Regions from separate parts of the Sus scrofa genome. Here regions 1 and 3 are each linked to region 2. A link is a contact called in public HiChIP or PLAC-seq data. All regions are on one chromosome and are shown on one strand. The core of a region is the stretch at or near the end of the contact, and the rest is flanking DNA. Distances in the headings are between cores, read along the strand shown.

Evidence for each region. HiChIP or PLAC-seq counts read pairs in DNA pulled down with a chosen protein or histone mark.
Region 1: an H3K27ac HiChIP or PLAC-seq map of skeletal muscle shows a contact between it and region 2, with 2.9 times the contacts expected there. The contact joins two enhancer-like sites. A contact is called at or near these places in 2 of 47 Hi-C or Micro-C datasets (fibroblasts and subcutaneous adipose tissue) and 2 of 2 datasets of contacts at active chromatin or transcription factors (alveolar macrophages and skeletal muscle).
Region 3: a contact with region 2 is called in an H3K27ac HiChIP or PLAC-seq map of skeletal muscle. The contact joins two enhancer-like sites. A contact is called at or near these places in 7 of 47 Hi-C or Micro-C datasets (alveolar macrophages, embryonic fibroblasts, epiblast stem cells and 4 more) and 2 of 2 datasets of contacts at active chromatin or transcription factors (alveolar macrophages and skeletal muscle).

What each region holds. Positions count from the first base shown.
Region 1 is chr3:97,325,061-97,327,760 of Sscrofa11.1, reverse strand. No RefSeq gene overlaps it. Among named protein-coding and RNA genes, the nearest start is that of ZFP36L2, 130 kb to the right of the region's middle. Within about 2 kb of position 1,255, at least 37 of the 83 cell types and tissues checked have an H3K27ac peak or open chromatin away from gene starts, as enhancers often do. A contact at or near this core is called in skeletal muscle and subcutaneous adipose tissue, where this site is marked.
Region 2 is chr3:97,548,679-97,551,378 of Sscrofa11.1, reverse strand. All of the region lies in intron 2 of LOC106509843 (a long non-coding RNA gene), which reads left to right. Among named protein-coding and RNA genes, the nearest start is that of TRNAI-UAU, 18 kb to the left of the region's middle. Within about 2 kb of position 1,323, at least 30 of the 83 cell types and tissues checked have an H3K27ac peak or open chromatin away from gene starts, as enhancers often do. A contact at or near this core is called in skeletal muscle and subcutaneous adipose tissue, where this site is marked.
Region 3 is chr3:97,379,851-97,382,550 of Sscrofa11.1, reverse strand. No RefSeq gene overlaps it. Among named protein-coding and RNA genes, the nearest start is that of ZFP36L2, 180 kb to the right of the region's middle. Within about 2 kb of position 1,445, at least 25 of the 83 cell types and tissues checked have an H3K27ac peak or open chromatin away from gene starts, as enhancers often do. A contact at or near this core is called in skeletal muscle and subcutaneous adipose tissue, where this site is marked.

The DNA of each region.
Region 1 (2,700 bases), core at 6-2,505, 220 kb after region 2:
CGCTCAGCTCAGCCCTCGCCGTGGAAACTTTGAAAAGTTGAAATGGAGCTGATTTCCCCCCAGATTCCTTGACAGCAAAACCTCCAGCCTAAGAGGATTAGAGCAAACCTCCAAACACGCAGTTGAGAGAAATCAAGCAGGAGGGGACCTCACTCACACAACCACGTCACATGGTCCCCACCAGACAGATCCCCAGAAGGACCTCGAAACCCCCCACCTGCCAGAAATACACCCCTCCCAGCCCCCACCCCACCATGATCGCCACGACCCCCACCCTCCTCCCTCACCCCTGCCCACCCCACTCCTACTCACCCCCATTCCTACCCCCACCCCTCTTACCCCCACCCCTCTACCCCACCCCCTCCGGCCTGCCTGCCCCAAGCCTTGGATGCCACCATTCAGTCCCCAGGGGGCAGTTCTGCCCTCCCTCCCCAACACTCAGCTGTGAGAGGTTTTCAGAGGCTTCCCAGCGTGTCCACCCCCAGGGCCCTGGGATGGAACCAGCCTGGGCCTGAAAGGAGGAAATGGGACACAGAGAGAGGAAGAGGCTTTGAGAAGGTGGAGCGCAAAGGTAACCTGCTAACTGAAGAGTTTTGCTGCTGGCCGGCCAGGCCCGCCTGTCACCAGAATGAAAATTCTTGTCAGGCTGTCAAAAATACACACATTTCCAAGGTAGCTGTTGTGCAGGGGCAAGGCGGGGGATAAGGAAAACAGTATTTATTCCTTCCTTCTTACCCACCAGGCTTATGTCCTACGGGAAGGAACTGAGGCTGGGGAGGGTGCCCAGCCCCCACTGCCCCCAGAGGGTTAAGTGACAGAGCTGAGATCTCAGGTCCATGGGACACAGAGCCCTCCTATGTTCGGAAGCCCCACCCTGCCAGGGGCTGCGGGGACAGAGCTAGACACCATCTGGGAAGAATCAGAGAAGATTTTGAGAAAAGGCCTCACGTGGGAATGCGAGAAACTTCGTTGGGGCTTTTTCATCAGTAAAGCAGAAACATAACCTTCCTCCTTGCAAACATTTCTGCACTCTCAAGGGTACCTGACTCTGTGTCCAACAAATTAGTCAGGAAGCAAGTATAAAATTTAAAAATCCCCGTTCTAACCCGTCAGAGAATGCTTTTCACGGGGGTGGGGAAGGGTGCTGCTGAAGTTTATAACTCCATGCATCCCAGCTCCTGCCTCCTGCCCTGACAGAGCCCAGACTTGTCATCTGAGAAGCGGGGGGAAGGGCGAGGTCACTGCCCTTCTCTGGTTTCCGCCCAGAGCTCTGCTCTTCTGCAGGGAACACGGGGCTAGGAGAGCTGGCAGCTGACAGTCTACAGAGGGAGCTGCTGGCTGGTTCTTAGAAAGGGGGGTGTAAGATGCAGGCCTCCCCTCTCCTTCCTGAGCAGGAAGACAAGACACCCTCGGCTGAGGCCCAGGGCCTGCCATTCATGTGTGGCGGTTCCGCTGGGCCCAGGTCTGAGCCCCGGCCGGGACCCGTGCATCCAGCCTGCCCTGCCTGCAGAGAAGGAGTCAGCAGAGTCGCCTCAGGACCTTCTCCGAAGAAACAAAAAAGTGGAAACGTATTTGCTCTCGGCTGCTGGATAACCAAGTACCACAAAATTAACACAACCCTGGTTAATTATCTCAGTTCTGTAGGTCAGAAGTCCAGGTGGGCTCAGCTGGATGCTCTGCTGAGGCTTTGCAAGGCCAAAATCGAGGTGTGAGCTGGGTGGGCTGGTGTCCAGACGTGCTAGGAAAGAATCTGCTCCCCAGTTCATTTTGACGTAGCAGAACTTTGCTCCCGCGGCTGTAGGACTAAGATGTTCTCCCGCCAGTTGTCAGCCGCGGGTCCCTCTCAGCGCCTAGAAGCTGCTCTCTCTTAGGCTCCTTCCATGCAGTTCCCTCCACCTTCAAGTCATTAAAGGGACATGGAACCCGCTTCCATACTTCAAATCCATGACTTCCTTTCCAGCCACCAGCCAGAGAAAACTCTCTGCTTTTAAAGGGCTTGTGTGGGAGTTCTCATCATGGCGCAGTGGTTAACGAATCCGACTAGGAATGATGAGGTTGCGGGTTCGATCCCTGGCCTTGCTCAGTGGGTTAACGATCTGGCGTTGCCGTGAGTGTGGTGTAGGTTTGCAGACACAGCTTGGATCCCACGTTGCTGTGGCTCTGGCGAAGGCTGGTGGCCACAGCTCCAAGTGGACCCCTAGCCTGGGAACCTCCATATGCCGAGGGAGCTGCCCAAGAAATGGCAAAAAGATGAAAAAAAATTTCTTTTTAAGTGCTTGTGTGAATAGATTAGGAACACCTACTAGATAGTCCTGCCCCCATTTTATTATTACTATTATTATTGTTGTTGCTTTTTAGGATCGAACCTGTGGCGTATGGAGGTCTTCAAGCTGGGGGTAGAATTGGAGCTGTAGCTGCCAGCCTACACCACAGCCACAGCAACACGAGATCCGAGCCGAGTCTGCGACCTACCCCACAGCTCACGGCAACGGCAGATCCTCGATCCACTGAGTGAGGCCAGGGATTGGACCCGCATCCTCATGGATACTAGTCGGATTCATTTCCGCTGCTTCACAACAGGAACTCCTAACCTCCCTTTTGAGTAACTCAAAGTTGACTGATTCTAAACTGTTACTGGGTTTTTAAAATCCTTTTGCCATCTAATGTAACAGAATCAGAGGCTCAATAGCTCATCATATT
Region 2 (2,700 bases), core at 74-2,573:
CTAGGAGGCTTTAAGCCCTCCTCATGTGACATCAGACAGCATTCTACTCTTTCTTGGGTATTAGTTTACTCATCATAAAATGGGATGAATGACATTGTCCCCAACCAGCAAACCAGATGACAAATGGGGTAATAGGTGAGACACTATTTTGAAGAAAAACAGTGAATCATTCCAGGGCAGGATTCTGAGGTGGTCCCCTACCCCTCCTCTGGTGAAACAAGGTTCCCTACTGGGCTGTCTCTCCCCCGAACTCCAGCAGGTGGCAGCATCGCCCTCTGCATGTCTGCTCTCCGCCCCTGACCCCTCCTTCCCAGATACCTAGGGTGTAGGACCTTGGACTGCTCTCAATTCACCTTCCACATTCCCACCTCCTCAGGGAAGAAAGCGGCCAGGGCCTGGAGCCCAAATGCCTTGGAAAGAGAATTAAGACCTTATTCTTTTAAAAAACCACAGATAGGGCAAGGGGAGGGGACCTGTTGTGTGTGATCCCAGGAAGGTTGACGTAAGCATTTGGGTGGAAGGGAAGCTTCATCCTACTCTGCCAGGACCTGTCCCACCACCTGGAGGAGGCCAGGACTTGTCCCCTCCTGGGATCATTGTCTTTAGTTGGACGGGCCAGCTGGCATTTCAGCAGAGGCAGGGGAGAGTCCTCTATTTTTGTGTGTGCAACAGGGTTGAAAATTTCACTCCCACTTCAGTTCATCTGTGCAGAAAAAAGAGTAATTTCTTTATTTGTTATATAACTAATCTGACCTTTCCCCTAACCCCTATCTGATGAAGAGTGAGAAAAACAGTGAAATGTTCAACTTGATTTAAATGTCCTGGGACCCAATAGTTTAGCCCGTCCTATTAGATTGTTTCTCTTAGAGAAAAGTGCTCAGTTTTCAGATTGCCTTCCTAATCTTCACCCACTAAGATGAGACCGAGGTGTGTGGACAGACAAGGGCGGCTCATGTGATATCTGACAGGAGTGAGGTGTTGGGATCCTGGGGTTGGTGTCTTCTGGTTTCCCCCACAAGGTCCCTTGTCCCTGCTGGCCACGGATTGTGCTTGAAGCTGAGTTTGTATAACTCATGGTCTGGTCCCTCCTGGTCTGGCCAGAGCCTCTGTGGTGCCCCAGCTGACCAGCCCACTGCACCTGAGTTCTCCTGGCTGCCTCCCAGGGGGCCTCCACTAACCTGGTAGTGCCCCCTCCCACCCCGTGGCATCTCCTTGTTGTACAGCTTGACCCCAGTTGACCTGCTGGCTCACAGTGTGGTTGCCTGGCCTGTGGGAACTGAAGTTGGCTGTGAAGCTGAACTTCTGAGGCTCCTCTGCTGTACCCTGGAGCCCTGGTGTTGGAGGCAGAGGATGGGTGGGTTCAGGGCAGCCTGAGAGACTGGGACAGAGGCCACACTGGGGTTTCTTCTCTAGAGCAAAGCAGATGGAACTTTCTCTTCTTGCCTCAGCATCCGTTACAAAAAAATGCCATGATCACACCCAGGGGGAGAAATGAAGGCATCCAGAAAACATGCTTTCAAGTGAATGGTCTGGTTTAGAAGACTCTTGACCTACTACATAATTGTATTTTGCCTGTCAGATGCCAAATATTACAGCATTTTTCTTCTGTGCTTTCAATGTCACAACTTCATCCTAGTCTCTCCTCAGGCAGAGACGGATGCCTCAAAGGTAGATGAAGGTCACGTATTCATAGAGGCAAGAAAGAAAAGCACATTCATAAATCTTCAAACATCCTTTTATGCTTGAAATGTTACCAATATTGGATAACGGAAGCAACAGACTACAACAGGTAAAATGGGAAGGCTTTCTCCACGAGGATAATTCACTATCTTGTTTGTGTTGGACTCTGTCCTTTCAGGGCCATACACAGTGAGTCAGAACCAGATGTCACTCAGTGAAAAATGGCACACCCCATAAAAAGCTGGGCCAGTCCAGCGGGAACCCGCCCTGAGCTCCCTGGGGCCAGGGCAAGACCAAGACAGACGTAGGATGAAAGGAAGGCCATGATTGGTGGACTCCTCTCCAGGCTTCTCTCCTATTGGAGGAAAGCAGACACAGGCATTTCAAACTAACTGGGAAAGGGGGTGGGTGATGGGTATAATTTACTGCCCCCACCCCCCACCGCTCCCCAGTGTTGTGGGCGTGCAGGCTGTGGTGGGGTTGGGTGGCCGGGGGGTCTTCATCTCTTACACAGCTCGCTCAGGTTGGGGGTTTCTCCCTGCAGGGCTGACAGGCCACCCTCACAGGAACTCACTGGCACATGTGTCAGAACACGTGCTCAGCCGTTTACATTCACGTGGGTTTCCACGTGAGTCCTCGTAGGACTCTTGGGGTAGTGCCTGACACCGCAGACATGAAACGAACACCAGCCCTTATTATCACTGGGCACAGAGGGTCTCCTACACTTAGTCCCAAAATAGAAAGACACAGTTACACAGATGTGTACATTCTCACACTCAAGAGATATACAGACACCATGAAACCTTTACATAGAAGCTCATAAATCTATTTTTTGGATATGGATATATAGTCAAACATAGTAGTTATAACCTACTGGAAATTTCCTATACAGTAGGCATTGTTCTAACACCATACAAGAGGATTAAGCAACTGAATCCTTATAACAACTGCATGAAGTAGGTATTGTTATTTATCCCAATTAACAGATGGGTGAATTGAGTCACACCGAGATGACAGCTT
Region 3 (2,700 bases), core at 196-2,695, 170 kb after region 2:
CTTTCTATTGCTTTGGCCTCTTGCCTCCCTCTGGGAAGGACCCTGGTGATTACCCTGGACCCTCCCAGATAATCCAGGACAGTCTCCTCATCTCAAGCTCCTTGACATGATCACATCTGCCAAGTCCTTTTGGCTGTGAGGTTAACATTTGTTCACAGGTTCTGGGGAGTAGATATGTGGGCCTCTTTTGGGGCCACTGTTTTGTCTACTACCTAGAGAAATCACAGACAAGCTGGCCAAAGTGGGTAACAGTCTTTTTAAATTTTTTATTGGAATATGGCTGACTTACAAAATTGTGTTAATTTCAGGTGTACGACAAAGTAAATTAATTACACATATACATATATCAGTTCCTTTTGACATTCCTTTTTTTTTCTCTTCTTTTTTAGGACAGCCCCTGGGGCATATGGACGTGCCCAGGTTACTGGTTGAATCAGAGCTATAGCTGCTGGCCTACACCATAACCATAGAAACGTGGGATCCGAGCTGCCTCTGTGGCATACACCGCAGCTTGTGGCCATGCAGGATCCTTAACCTGCTGAGCAAGGCGCAGGGATGGAACCTGTGTCCTCATGGATACTATTTGGGCTCTTAACCCTCTGTGCCACAACGGGAACTCCCCCTTTGGATATTCTTGATCCTCCTGCGGTTTCACTGAGGCACCAGTGGGACCCTCACTCCTGCCGAGGAGCCATCTGGTCCTGACGTCTCGTCTGGCGGATTGAGCCCCAGGAACCAGGGTGCGCTGGCTGCCTAAAGGGCCTTTCCTTTCTGCCTGCCTTCCCGGCAGCCCCTGGCCAGGCACCAGCTATGACCTCAGCCCACACTGACCCTTCGGTTCCCCCCTCACCCCCTCCCAGCCTGCTCCAGATCCAGCCTCCGGCCCTGTCCATGCTCCCAGAACACCCCGCGTGACTCGGTTCCTGTTCTGTCACAGCCCCTACTCCCTGCCCCAGAGGCACCTGGGCTCCAGGCTGCCCATCCGCCACCCAGCCCTCTCCACACGTGTGAAAACCACACGCATGGGCGCTCTGCAGCTCCCCGCAGGAAAGCCCAGCCGCAAGACCCAGAGCAGAGGAGAGGGGACACACACAAGCGTGCAGGCCAGTGCCAGGGTTTGGGGATGGGGGGCGGGGATCCAATGGAACAACGGGCCTCCCGGATGCTGTATCAAGCCAAACTCCCCAGCAGAGTCAGCACCACATCTGGAATTAAGCTGGAAATTCCAATTGCTCTCTGCTGCTAAAAAAAAAATGTGTCAAATCTTCCCAGAGATTTTGTGGAAGTGGGAAGCGCTGCGGGGCGGTGGAGGGGAGGGGGGAGCGCTCCCTCCACAGGACCCGTGAGCTTTGGGGAAATCCAGATGTCACAATGTGTCCACAGCCCTCTGGCTGATGGCTCCCCCAGCCTCCCTCATCTGTGCTCCCTGCCCCGTGAAAATTAAAGACGCCTGGAGCAGGGGAGGGGCTGTTTCGCTTCTCCCAAGGACCCACACGTCCGTTCATGTAAGCGCATGTGAGACTGTGACTTTTTTTGATAGGGATTGAGTTATTTTTTCCTGGAGAGGAAAACGTTGACATGCCTTTGGTGGATCGTCCGCCCAGAAATTTCCAATGCATGAAGAAGCTGTGCTCTTCCCTTTGCTCTAACACACACACACACACACACACACACACACACACGCACACACCTTCCAAAGGCCCAGAACTCACTGTGTGGTCTGAGCCCCTTCAGGGCCTCGCTGCACTGCTAGCCCAGCCCCAACCAGTGCGGGATGGGGATTCCATAGAGCTGGGTCTGCAGGGCCAGGGAAGCTTGGACCACTTGCTCGTTCTCAATCTCTAGGCAAGTGGATGAATTTCCTGTTACTGCTGTAACAAATCACCACAAGCTGAGTGACTTCAACAACACAAATATATTCTCTTACAATTCTGGAAGTCGGAAGTCCAAAATCAGCCTCGCTGGGCTAACGTCAAAGCATCTCCAGGGGAAAATCCATTTCCTTATCTTTTTTCACATCTAGAGGCTACCTCTATTCCTTGGCTTATGGCCCCTCCCTTCTATAGCAAGCATCCTCTCGGGTCCTTACCCAGAGCATCAGAGGGTCTGTCTCCCCAGGCCTCTTCCCGTTCTGATACTAACATCCTAGGTCTCTGGGACCTTGGGGGAAATGGGCCCGGCCCCTCCCCACTCTCCTCTTTGCTGAATCTCTGGGGCTCGTATTGTCTCTTTTTGTCCTCTTCCTCCAGCCCAGGAGTCTGACATCCCAGGCTGGGGCTTTTGCCCCTCAGTTTCATTCTCAACAAGTGAAGAATTCATCCCAGCCCCAACTTAGTTTAGGATCTGAATTATACTTTTCTCCAAGGCAGGGCTCTCGACTGCCCAGCTGTCATGCGGGGGCCAAGGATCCTGATCCCGATTCAAGGATGTTGGGTGGGTATCCAAGACGTCCAAATGGAGGGGCAGGGATGCGGGTACCCTTCCTGGCAGTGGTCCTTACCAGCCTGACCTCCCAGAGCTCAGGCCACCCGGTCACAGCGTGACATTGAAAGTCCCTCGCCAGGGAGAGAGGGATGAGGCTGACCCAGCCTGGGTAGTCCCATGGGACCCAATAGTACAGACTGGTGTCCTTGGTGGCCTCCCGAGTAAAGAGCCTCTTTGAGCCAGACCTTCCTTCTTCCTTTTCTTTCTTCCTTTCCC